Regions from separate parts of the Sus scrofa genome. Here regions 1, 2 and 4 are each linked to region 3. A link is a contact called in public Hi-C, HiChIP or PLAC-seq and promoter capture Hi-C data. All regions are on one chromosome and are shown on one strand. The core of a region is the stretch at or near the end of the contact, and the rest is flanking DNA. Distances in the headings are between cores, read along the strand shown. Region 1 holds the start of GTF2H1 (general transcription factor IIH subunit 1). Region 2 holds the start of LDHA (lactate dehydrogenase A). Region 3 holds the start of TSG101 (tumor susceptibility gene 101 protein). Region 4 holds the start of IGSF22 (immunoglobulin superfamily member 22).

Region 1 (2,700 bases), core at 187-2,686, 230 kb before region 3:
AAAAGTGCCTAGAAATGTTAAAACTCTGTTCAAATAAGAAGAGCAGAATGTGGATCATTGTTAAAGTTGGGTTAGGTGTACATGAGGGTTCATTATATTATCCTGTCTACTTTTGTCTATGTTTGAAATTTTCCTGAACACGATTTTTTTTGAAGTATGTACTGAACAACAAAAACCTCTGCACAGGGAGTTCCCGTCGTGGCGCAGTGGTTAACGAATCTGACTAGGAACCATGAGGTTGCGGGTTCGGTCCCTGCCCTTGCTCAGTGGGTTAACGATCCAGCGTTGCCAGTGAGCTGTGGTGTAGATTGCAGACGCAGCCCTGATCCCGCGTTGCTGGGCTCTGGCATAGGCCAGTGGCTACAGATCCAATTCAACCCCTAGCCTGGGAACTCCATATGCCGCAGGAGCGGCCCAAAGAAATAGCAAAAAGACAAAAAAAAACAAAAACAAAAAAAACCTCTGCACAAATGTTTCATTGTATAAACTTTCTGTGCATCCATGGTTTAATATATGCTGTTTCTTGAACCTTCCTTCATCTAACAAAACCGTATCTTCCTGCGAAACTCGGTTTAACTATTTCTTCTGTTAAGACTGTCACACTCTAGAGTAGCAAAAAAATTAAGAAATTTGAAGGCGGACACAAATGCTTACCAAAGTCAAGTAAAAGACTTTCTGAAGGGTTGGCTTGCCCAAGATTACAGAACTCATATAAGTAGAATTATGACTAAAATCCATTAATTCTGAGTCCAAGTCTAATTACCTTTCCATTTCTCCGCATTGCCTGATGTAACATAGAACAGAGGATCAAGGCCTTTCTCATCGCCTTAGTATTCATTCATTTTAAAAGACCAGTGTTTGCGAACACCCGATGCAAATCACAGCGTTCTCTTTTCCCCACTAGGTGCGTGGAAGGAAGAGTAGGGAAAAGGAAGGAAGCAAAAACAAAAGATAATGCGGAGGGGAAGTAAGAGATTCCCCCACTTCCATAATGAGCTCTTTCTACCCAAGTAATAAACAACTCTCCACCTCAGACCAGGAAATGGCGACTCACTCATTCATGCATTGAACATGTCTTGTACACACCACTGGAAACAGTGCAAGTGGAACTCCTAACTTCTCAACAGCAATAATTCTAATACTTTGTTCAGATCTCTTGAAAGGAGCCTCGGTAATCAAATTTTCAAAGCCAGGATTACAGACCAGTAGCCTGTAGGTCTCAGCTCCGCTACACCATCTCCAAGACAGCAGCCCCCAATTTCCAGTGGATCACACCTTCTCTCCCCGCTAGGCGCTTACAACACTCACCGCGCACTCAGAGCCACACCTGAGCTTCACTATCCTCTCCCGCTCCTCCCCTCCCTGGCCTACGTCATCCCGGAGCGCCGGGAATCCTGGGACCATGCTATTAACGGTACTTCCTTGTCACGTGACAAGTTACGCCCCGCTTGCGCGGGGTCCCTCCCCCTCAAGGCCGCGGCCGCAATTACGCGCTCTGCGGCCTGCAGTGAGGTGGTTCTTGCTGGCCGAAGATGCAGCGCCGACTGAGACCAGAGGAGCTCTAGGCCAGAGGGGTGAGCCAGCCAGGATCCCAGGACCCTTCGCTGCTTAAAGCCAGCGAGAGGAAATGAAACGGGCGGGCACCGGCGGGGGAGGGAGGGAACTGGCGCAAGGTATCATGGCGGCCGCGTTTGGGGGGTCACGTGGCCCGCCGGCCCGCCTTTGTACTTCCGGTCACGTGCCCTCAGAGTTCTCGCAGCCAGCGATGGAGGCGAGACCCCCCAGTAACAGAGGCGGTGGCGACGGCGGCGGCTACTGGGTTTCAACCTCTTCCCGGCAGTGTCTGTAAGAAGCGCAGCGGAACACGACCCGACCCAGTCCAGTAGCTTACTCTCTGCCCAGGGCCGCAGCTCCCACCTGGTAAGTTTAGACCGAAGAATGGGGGTGGGTGGGTGGTTGAGGAGCTGACAGGCCTGGGGGCCGCGGGACGGTTGGGAATCTGCCCCTTTTACCTGTGTACCTCCGCCGTCGCCGCAACTTCCAAGCCCATGGTTTCAGTAGCCGTATATTATTCTGAAGCAGGGAAGAGGCGACCCTTAATCTGCTTGTCTGTAGGAAGCCTACTTCTCCGAGAAGAGGGACACGAAGATTTAACGCAAAGCCGGGATCAGACTTGGCTCATGCGAATGAAGGAAGAGAGAGAGTGGAAGCCTCTCTCTGAGGAGCCATTCCCGTTAGAAAATGTGTTGTTGAGTCTTTCGGTTTCTGTAAGGGAGAAGCTTTTAATAGAGTGTTTGCACACCTGTCAGTCTTGCCATTCTTAAACCGTTAACAGGTGTACTAGTCCACTCCCCACAAACACCAAGTTTTGGCTTATGTTCAGTTTGGTCATCTTTAAGATAGACCACCAACTCGTGGAAAAATATGCTTATTTTACAATTTCCCCAGTGTTCTCAGAGGCAAAATCGGCTAAGGAAGTGTATTCGGTTGACTCTCAAACGTCCATTTTAGGGTCTGTAAAATGAAGGGCGGAGTGAGAGAGATAGAAACTTAACCTTTTGCCCACTAGAAGACCCAAGTTTGAAAACGTACAGAAACCAAGTGCTTTCAAGTATACCTTGCAGTAAGTATTCACTCCATGAAGGATTGGAACAATTTCTTTACGTTGATTCTTACCAGAAACCCCAGTATGGAAAGCAG
Region 2 (2,712 bases), core at 137-2,636, 150 kb before region 3:
GTTAAACAGAAGCTCCTGTTCTGCATAAAAAGAGGGAAGCTGTGCTCAGAGTGAGCTCTTGTTCGGTGCCTTAATTTAGGGGACTGCAAACTCTCTGCCTAGATTATCTTCAGAGGTCATTCCAGAGCCCTCCTGGTGAAGGTTCCTACTTGCCTGCTCTCTGCCCTCCTCTTCCCAGCATCTGTGGTTGCATTTGATGGGCAGGCAGAGACCCAGCCCTGACTAAATGAGGACATTGTTGCAAAGACTGAGGAACCACAGACATTGTTGCAATCTGCCCTGCCCGAGGAAACTTGGAGACCTGTAGCTGGCCCTCAGCCCCTCTGCTGTGTGTTTGGGGAGACAACCTAGGTTTCTGGGCCTCCCAGAGTGATGGGAAAACCATTAGGATGTGCCAGATGTGCTGCTTTTCTGCAGTTGAGATTAGAGTTCTTTCAAAACCAAAGGGCCCGGGATTTTGGATTTTTCTCAGAAGTGGCGGCTAAATTGGTGCCCCAGGTGCAGGAAGTAAGTAGACTCACTCTTGCTCTTAAGAGACACATCAGCAGGTAGGAGAGCGGATCCACACACCCACACCTCTAAGGCAAGCTCGTCTGAAGGATGTACAGACTAGTGTGGTGGGAACAGAGAGAAAGGAGATACCAACTCCCTGGGTGTATGTGGTGGGGGAGAGGGGGGAGTACCAGAAGATGGGTCCAGTTGAAAAGAGATGGAGAAGGAAGGCCGGCCTGGAACCAGCATGAGCAAACGCCCAAAGGTAAAAAAATAATGATATGCTTAAACAAACAAACAAACAAACCAAGAAACAAAAAACCAGGCAGTTCTTGGGTGTGGCTGGGATACAAGGTGCTGGGCCGGTGGGGCAGTAGGGAGTGCGGACAAGAGGATGAGGCTTTCCTTTGAGTTATGGGACTTGGAAGTTTTAGCAGTAGGAGGTCAAGCTGGGTCAAGTTTTGGAGATCACTCAACTTAGGTAAGAGGAATACACTGAGGCTGTGCTAGGCACTTTCTTTCAACAAAAATTTGTCGAGTGCCCATTATGTGCTAGAAGCTGTTCTGGACACTGGACAACAGCAGCAAAAATTCAGATCGAGCCTTCCTTGAGAGTAACTTCCACATTTTAAGGAAGAGGAAATGAGGGTTGGCTTGACTCTGGCTGATGGCTCTAGCCTGGATTTCTGCGGCCGGAGGCAGCGTGGGTCTGGGCAGCCCTTTGCATAGCTGGGCGCACATGGGTCCTTCCGCTGCGTGCGCCACCGCCCCCCCCCACTGCCCCGCCCGGCTCGGAGCCCGCCCCCAGCCCAACCCACACGTGGGTTCTTGCACGTCCGCCCGGCTCCCCCTTGACGTCAACCTCGCTGTTGCTTTTAAGGCCCCTCCCGCTTCGCGCTCGGAGTACCGGAGCAGCTGCCGCCAAGTCCGGATCCGACACTGTGCGCCTCCCACGCCCGCCCGAAGTGCACTCCCGGTACGTCCCGCCCGGCGCGCACGGCGCCCGAGGGGAAGAGCGACAACTTTGGGCTTCTCTGTCGCCGCGCTGCCCACGAAGGGGTCCCTGCTCCCGCGAGGTGTTGGCTCTGCTTCCCAGAGACCTGGGCGGTGGCCCACGCCACGCATGGGCTTGGGACCCGCGGTAACCTCCTTTGGCTCTAAATGGGCACAGTAGCCTCTGGGTGGGTTGGGGAACCAAGGAGGTGGCCGCATCTAATCTGGGGTCGAAGGCCTGAGTGGATGCGGAAGGACCAGGATTCGACAGGTCTGAAGGGTGGGGCATACCTCTAGGCTCGAAATGGGCAAACCGCACAGAACTCGAAGTCCGGTTCTTGGAGTCCACGGGGCCGAAAAAGCTTCAGCAGTGTTTGGGTGGATTCCTGGAAGCCAGAAAGCTGCTGGGTGCCCTTTTGGTCGCATTTTAACCGTGGGACTCTCAAGAGGTGGGCTTCTTGAGGGCAGCTGCTGCCTGCAGATTATAGAGCGTTTCTTGAGTTAATTACATTTTTAAAGAAGCTACTGATGTATGGGCGCTACACTAGACATGGAGCATGCAAAGAAGAGGCAGTAAGGGTGATTATCAGCCAGCTCTCCCGCCTCTCAGTATATTGAGAGTAGGATCATCTCGTACCTTCTTCTCCTTTTGACAAATGGGGGAACCTACGGCTGGTTAGGGCATCTCTAAGGTCACAGTGAGCGGGTGGCCGACTTGGGAGGTAGGCCCTCTTTCTGCAGGGCTTCACCCGGACTCGTATTCCCACATGGAAGGGAGCACTGGAGCCCAGGACTCAGATTATGGTGAAACCTGGAGATGTCTGCAGAAAGAACTCCCTTCCCCCAGCCAGGCTTTAGAAACCTTACAAGGCTGTCTAGAAATAGCAGCAATTTGTAAGGAGAGACTCAATTCTAGCTTGGTGATTCTGGGCTGCCTGCCTGCAAACCCTCTCAGATATTTTTGCTCTTTGGGCTGGTGTCAAGATTAGACTTGGTGCTTTCACGATGCAATCTGTGATAATTTCTCCAGTGAATCCAATGTAGAATTAGATTAGGAGAGTCGAAGCTCCCCTCCCTGGCTCTGGAAATCCAGGGTTCCACCAAGTATCTATTAACTTGAGGGCTCCAGTCTTCAGGTCTCTGCAGCTATCGCTGCATTTCCGGTACTAACAAAATTTCCTCATACCGTTCCTCACGCCTTTGCACCAAGGATCGCGGCAGAAGCCA
Region 3 (2,700 bases), core at 118-2,617:
GGCAGTTAAGGATCCTCGCAGTTGTCACTGCTCTCTGGCTTGGGTCACTGTTGGCGCAGAAAAAGCATGCTGCAGGCGGCGCCCAAAAAGCGCCAAAAAACAAACATAAATACCCCATTACTTTCTCTTTAGAAATTATTGGCTTTTCGATCAAAGACTAGGGGGATTATTTTACTGGGGGAAAAAGTCTACTTTTCAAATAAATAAGTTCATGAATAACAGCGTGTTTTAATAATATTGAAAATTGCTTAAACCGCTTTCTACCATTCTTGCTTTGACAAAAGTACCTAAGCTAACCCGTTTAACTGGAGAAGACTGAACTTTCAACCACTTCACATACATCTTATTCCAATTAGCTTTGGTAAATTGAAAAAAACAAAACAAAACCCCAAGTTCACTCTGGTACCAGGTGCCTCATTTTAAGTGGTTGTCAAAATAATTCACAGCTTTAAATACAAAATGCCTATCGGCTTTTTAAAAAAAATGAAAGAAATACATTGGTCTTGAGCTGTGGAAATCAAACATTTCAAAACAAATAAATTCGCGTAATAAGAAACATACATTTAAGGGTAGTTATTCTCAGCAAATCAAAGTAATGGTAATGGAATTCTATTTATTCACCTGTGGTAGTGAGGTACAGGTATTTTGGCTTTTCAAGGCGTTTTTACTTATAATTGAACCAATGCAACAAACAGTTACTGATCTCCTGCGGGTCGGCTATTGAGCTGCGTGAGGAATACAAACTGAAAAGGACACAATCTCCGAGGGCGGGGAGGGAAGGGCGAAGACAGACGAGCCCTACATTGGGACATGAGTGGAGAAGTGCCCCAGACCGAGAATTAAGTTCAAGCCCCTCTTTGTGCTGATATAAAGTAAGACGAAACTATTCTGCCCCTCAGACTGCTCCAAACTCTCTCTCCCCGAAGAGAGGAGGGCGGGCGGCAGGTGGCAGGCGGCCTCCGCTCTGCGCCTTTGTTGACTGTCGCCGCCCCCCGCCGGCCCCGGCCCGGGAATTCCCCGCACCGGGCGACAGGTTTCCCGGGACTGGGAGCGTCGGGGGCAGCCGGGGACTACACGGGGCTTCGGGCCCGCACCGGGGGCTGGCTAAACTGGTCGGGCAGGCCCCGGCGGCGCGGAAGGGAGCAGTGGGCGCGCGCCGAGCGGCGAGCGCGCCGCGGCCTCACCTTGGACACCATTTTCTTGAGCTGGCTCTCCGACCCCGCCATGGCTGCCGCCTCGCGACTCCCGTCCCCGCAGGCAGAGGGTCAGCCGCTCCGGGGCCGCCCCAGGCCGCCCCACACAATCGCACCGAGGAGCCAGCCCCCCACCCCCCCCTCCTCTAACTACAGGAAGTCGAGTGCTACCACAGAGCTTTCCGCTTCCGTTACGTCACTTCCGAGGTCGGCGACAGAGGATGGGCGTGGGCTGGGCTTGTTCTGGCAGGGTCAGGTGCTGCAGATGAGGGCAGACCTCTTCCGAGGGTGGGAATTTGGGCTGAGGTGAGCTAGGCAGGTTATTCACAGTTGCCCTTAGACCGAGAGAGCAGGTGCAGGGACGGGAAGAAGCGCGATTATCTTGCCGGTAAACTTTAATGGCTGATTCATCAAGTGGGAAAGCACTAGACTGGAGTCAGAAAACTCTTCTGCCACTGATTTCTGATAATAGTAGGCAAGTGCACTGTTAGCTCGGGCTTCAGTTTTTCTCCCACTCTAAGATGAGAGGCTTCTTCACTAGGTGATGCCAGTGTCACTCTGATTATCAGGTTGTTTTTCATTTTTAAGCTTAAAAATTCACCATACTACATTCACAAGGGCAAAATGCAGAGCCCTCGTTTCACAGGAGACCATCCCCTAAGTCAGACCTTCTCCTCTGTGCCCAGACATAGGTGATAATACAGACTGCCTTCTACCTTGGACTCCGTGTGTATACCAGGCTCTCCATTGTCAAAGTTCAAGTCTTTGCCCGCAGGCACATCTTCCGATCTTCATCGCCTTGTACAGTGCAAGAGTACATACTGTCTCAACTAAATTTCTACTACCCTTAAAAGTTCTTAATGGTCATTTATATTAATCATTATTATTGCACATCACCACCAGCTTTATAAGTACAGTGCTGTTCAAGGTACTGTAAAGCTTGGGTTTGATGGTGTAAAGAATGATTATTTAGGTGATTTAAGCATAGTGCTATGGAAGAATAGGCTTTGGTATTCTCTTCTAAATTGACATCTAAATGAAGGTCACATACACAGAGGGCCTAACTGAAGACAGGTGGAAGTATCATTACATTGATTGTGTGTGTGTGTGTGTGTGTGTGTGTGTGTGTAGGTATCTTTTTTTGGATATGAACACCATATATTGGTTAACCATACAGCTCCAGTCAAACCATAGGGCAGTCTAACCATACAGCTCCAGTCAAACCATAGGGCAGTCTATCCTTCCCTGCACCTTTTTTATGTCACTTAAATGTGGTTTTCAAGCTATTCTTAAAGTCAAAACTTAGCCAGGAGAGCTTTCAACTGCAGCAACTCTGCTTTTATCAATTAGAAGAGCACAAATAATACATTGTCTAAAAGTTTTCTTGTTAGGAAATACTTTAAAGTTCTAAAACAATTAAAATCCAATCTCAGAGGTCCCTGGTGGCCTACCAGTTAAGGATCCGGCATTGTCCCTGCTGCGGTCAGGTTCGATCCTTGGCCTGGGA
Region 4 (2,726 bases), core at 18-2,517, 150 kb after region 3:
GCTGTGGTGTAGGTTGCAGATGCGGCTGGGATCCCGTGTTGCTGTGTCTCTGGCGTCGGCTGGTGGCTACAGCTCCAACTGGATCCCTAGCCTGGGAACCTCCATATACTGAGGGAGCAGCCCTAGGAAAGACAAAAAGACAAAAAAAAAAAAAAAAAAAAAAAAGTAAACTCTGCTAAAAATGGAGAGGGAGTTCCCGTTATGGCTCAGTGGGAACAAATCCGACTAGTATCCATGAGGACGTGGGTTTGATCCCTGGCCTCGGTGGGTTGGGGATCCGGCGTTGCCGTGAGCTGTGGTGTAGGTTGCTGACATGGCTTGGATTCGCTCCGATTTGACCCCTACCTAGCCTGGGAATCTCCATATGCCATGGATGCAGCCCTAAAAAAAAAAAAAAAAAAAAAAAAAAAAAAAAGGAGTTGGTAAAGAGTGTTTATCTGGGCTTGAACTCTGTGCACAAAGGGTTCTGAAGGAGAGGCAACAGCTGGGAGGACGGGTATTCAATATCCTGGTCCCTGGCCATCTTTTAATCACTTTCCTCTAGAGACAATGACTAAAACAATCTGTTCTGCTCTGAGACTGTTTCTCAGCTTTCCCTTGGATCCAACCTCCCCTAAGTCTGGTCCCCAAGGGCCGAGCGCCTGGAAACTCAAGTCACTTGTTTATATGACTCTCTCTACTGGCAGTTCCAAGTCTTCTCTGTTTTAAGTGGAGCAGGGCTAGCATTGTTACTCATGGCTGGTAAGATTGCTACCTCTCTAACTTCCTCCATGCCTGAAATCCTATTGTTGGAGATTCGTGCATTTGCCTATGGCTCTGATTGCCTCAAGCAATTAACAGTCATCCATCACTCATACACATCCATGTGATTGATTTTTCCTAAGCTGTTCTCCTGGAGATCCAATCTGTGGGTGAGCATCCAGCTGGCTAAGCTTTATCAAAGCACAGATTAGAAGACAGGTTGGGAAGGGTTTCTGGGGGTATATTGGGCTCTTGAGGGGCCCAGGAGTCGCCAAGACTGTAGAAAGAAAGGCTGCCCCAACCTGATCCCCCCCTTGCCCGCACTGCTCCCACTCTACTTGCCTCCCACGATCTTGGTTGTCTGGGAGAAGGTCTGCACGTGGGTGGTGGAGCTGGAGAACTCCATGGACACGTGTTTCTGAACCATCTGCTTGCGGTGAATGGTTGTCATGGTGACAGCAGGCGTGGGCACTCACCTGGGAGAACCAGGGAGAGGATGAGGCCACGAAGGACAAAGAAGGGAGCAGGAGAGAGACTCAGAGATGTCCTTATGTGTGTGTCGGGGGGGAAGGGACAGGACAGGTGGGCACACGGGGAGATGGCTGTGCAGAGGAGAGGTCAGTGGCAAGCCTCTTCTCTCTGGCCTCTCTTCTCTTCCCGTGGTGTCTCCCTTTCCCTGGTTGGCTACAAGGACCAATGGGCTTGTCCTCCACTGAGTGACCCCCAAATCCTTCCAAATCCTTGGAGGGGGAGGATGTAGGGCTTAGACTGACCCAGCAAATCCAGTAAGGCCCAGAGGGAGTTGAGGATATCTATTGATAGCTACATGGAACTAGGGAGGCAGCGCTGGCTGTTTCATCAGAAGGAAATGAAGTCAGACCTGAGAAGGAACTTCCTGATTAAGCCATACCAGAGCAGGCCTTGAAAGGAAACTGCAGATCTTCATGCCCGGCCCTGGGGAGCCCTGGCATGGGGGGAATGCTAAGCCTGATGACAGTGTGTTTCTACAGCTTTGTCACTTGTGATATGGTAAAGACAGAGGTTACATTCTTATTTCCCAAATTTTTCCCCCCTCTGGAATTGATAATTCACAGTTAAAAAATAAAACAATAGAAACTCCGTGTGAAGGAGCTCCCTCCCCTCCCCGGCCCTCTCCCAACCCTCCCCAGCAGGTAACCACTTGCGGTCTCTGGGCTCCTTCTGGAGCTCCTTCACACAAACAGGAGCATGTCTTTGTCTGCACTGTCCTTTTTTACATGTAAAGTAGCCTCGTATACACACTCTTAAGCTCTCTTTTTACTTTATGCCTCGTGGAGAGCTTCCCATCCCAGTTCAAAGTTTCCTCATTCTTGTTAACAGCTCCATAGCACCTTCGATTTCACCAGAGTGGCAGTTTTAAAAACCCTATTCTGTTTAAGAGAAACTATCCAAAGACACTCAGGCCACAACCTTGGCTTCGGGACTCCCAGACCAGTGCCCTTCCAGGGGACTGCACAGTTTTCTTTCGAGCTGGAAGGTGTGGGACTAAACTTTACCCTCTCACCCGGTGATTGATACGTCTCTGCCTGGCCTGTTTTGCTCTCCCAGTTCTGAGACCAGCTCCCCTGTCCCAGCTCCTGCTGTCTCTGGGCTCAGAAGGTAGCAGACTCTGCCCTTTTCCTGAGGGAAGAGGGAAGACTTACCTTAGTGTGACCAATCCTTCTTAACCCTCGACTGCTTTGTCCACGGCCTTGGAGGCTCAGCTGGTGCCTGGGCTGCAGACTGGCCAGTCTCCTTCTCCCTTTGCCCCTGCAATGGGGCCACCAGGAGTCACTGGTTCCTTAAATGTCTGGCCCCCTGGGGGTGATCCCTTACTCAGGCTGTTCAGCTGCCCTAGGCTGGGACACTGCTTTGGGGGATGGGAGGGACTGAGACTGGGGCCAAGGCTGGAGGAATTTTCGGGACCAGGCAGGTGGGCAGGAGGCTGAGGGTGGTGGTCCCTGAGG

What was found. Promoter capture Hi-C pulls out the DNA fragments that hold promoters and counts their contacts. A called contact is a pair of places that touch in the nucleus more often than the background predicts. HiChIP or PLAC-seq counts read pairs in DNA pulled down with a chosen protein or histone mark.
Region 1: a contact with region 3 is called in a promoter capture Hi-C map of fetal liver, with 4 times the contacts expected there. The contact joins the promoter of GTF2H1 here to the promoter of TSG101 in region 3. A contact is called at or near these places in 2 of 5 promoter capture datasets (fetal liver and liver), 4 of 47 Hi-C or Micro-C datasets (embryonic fibroblasts, heart right ventricle and skeletal muscle) and 2 of 2 datasets of contacts at active chromatin or transcription factors (alveolar macrophages and skeletal muscle).
Region 2: a contact with region 3 is called in a Hi-C map of embryonic fibroblasts, with 2.4 times the contacts expected there. The contact joins the promoter of LDHA here to the promoter of TSG101 in region 3. A contact is called at or near these places in 1 of 5 promoter capture datasets (fetal skeletal muscle), 4 of 47 Hi-C or Micro-C datasets (brain, embryonic fibroblasts, heart right ventricle and 1 more) and 2 of 2 datasets of contacts at active chromatin or transcription factors (alveolar macrophages and skeletal muscle).
Region 4: a contact with region 3 is called in an H3K27ac HiChIP or PLAC-seq map of alveolar macrophages. The contact joins the promoter of IGSF22 here to the promoter of TSG101 in region 3. A contact is called at or near these places in 3 of 47 Hi-C or Micro-C datasets (omental adipose tissue, skeletal muscle and subcutaneous adipose tissue) and 2 of 2 datasets of contacts at active chromatin or transcription factors (alveolar macrophages and skeletal muscle).

What each region holds. Positions count from the first base shown.
Region 1 is chr2:40,899,327-40,902,026 of Sscrofa11.1, reverse strand. GTF2H1 (general transcription factor IIH subunit 1) reads left to right here and starts at 1,436. Exons shown (of 15, transcript XM_013994506.2): 1 at 1,436-1,920.
Region 2 is chr2:40,824,003-40,826,714 of Sscrofa11.1, reverse strand. LDHA (lactate dehydrogenase A) reads left to right here and starts at 1,386. Exons shown (of 8, transcript NM_001172363.2): 1 at 1,386-1,468.
Region 3 is chr2:40,671,854-40,674,553 of Sscrofa11.1, reverse strand. It overlaps TSG101 (tumor susceptibility gene 101 protein), which reads right to left and starts at 1,367. Exons shown (of 16, transcript XM_021083264.1): 1 at 1,185-1,367. The coding sequence starts at 1,226.
Region 4 is chr2:40,522,545-40,525,270 of Sscrofa11.1, reverse strand. IGSF22 (immunoglobulin superfamily member 22) reads right to left here and starts at 1,267. Exons shown (of 25, transcript XM_003122929.4): 1 at 1,080-1,267. The coding sequence starts at 1,192.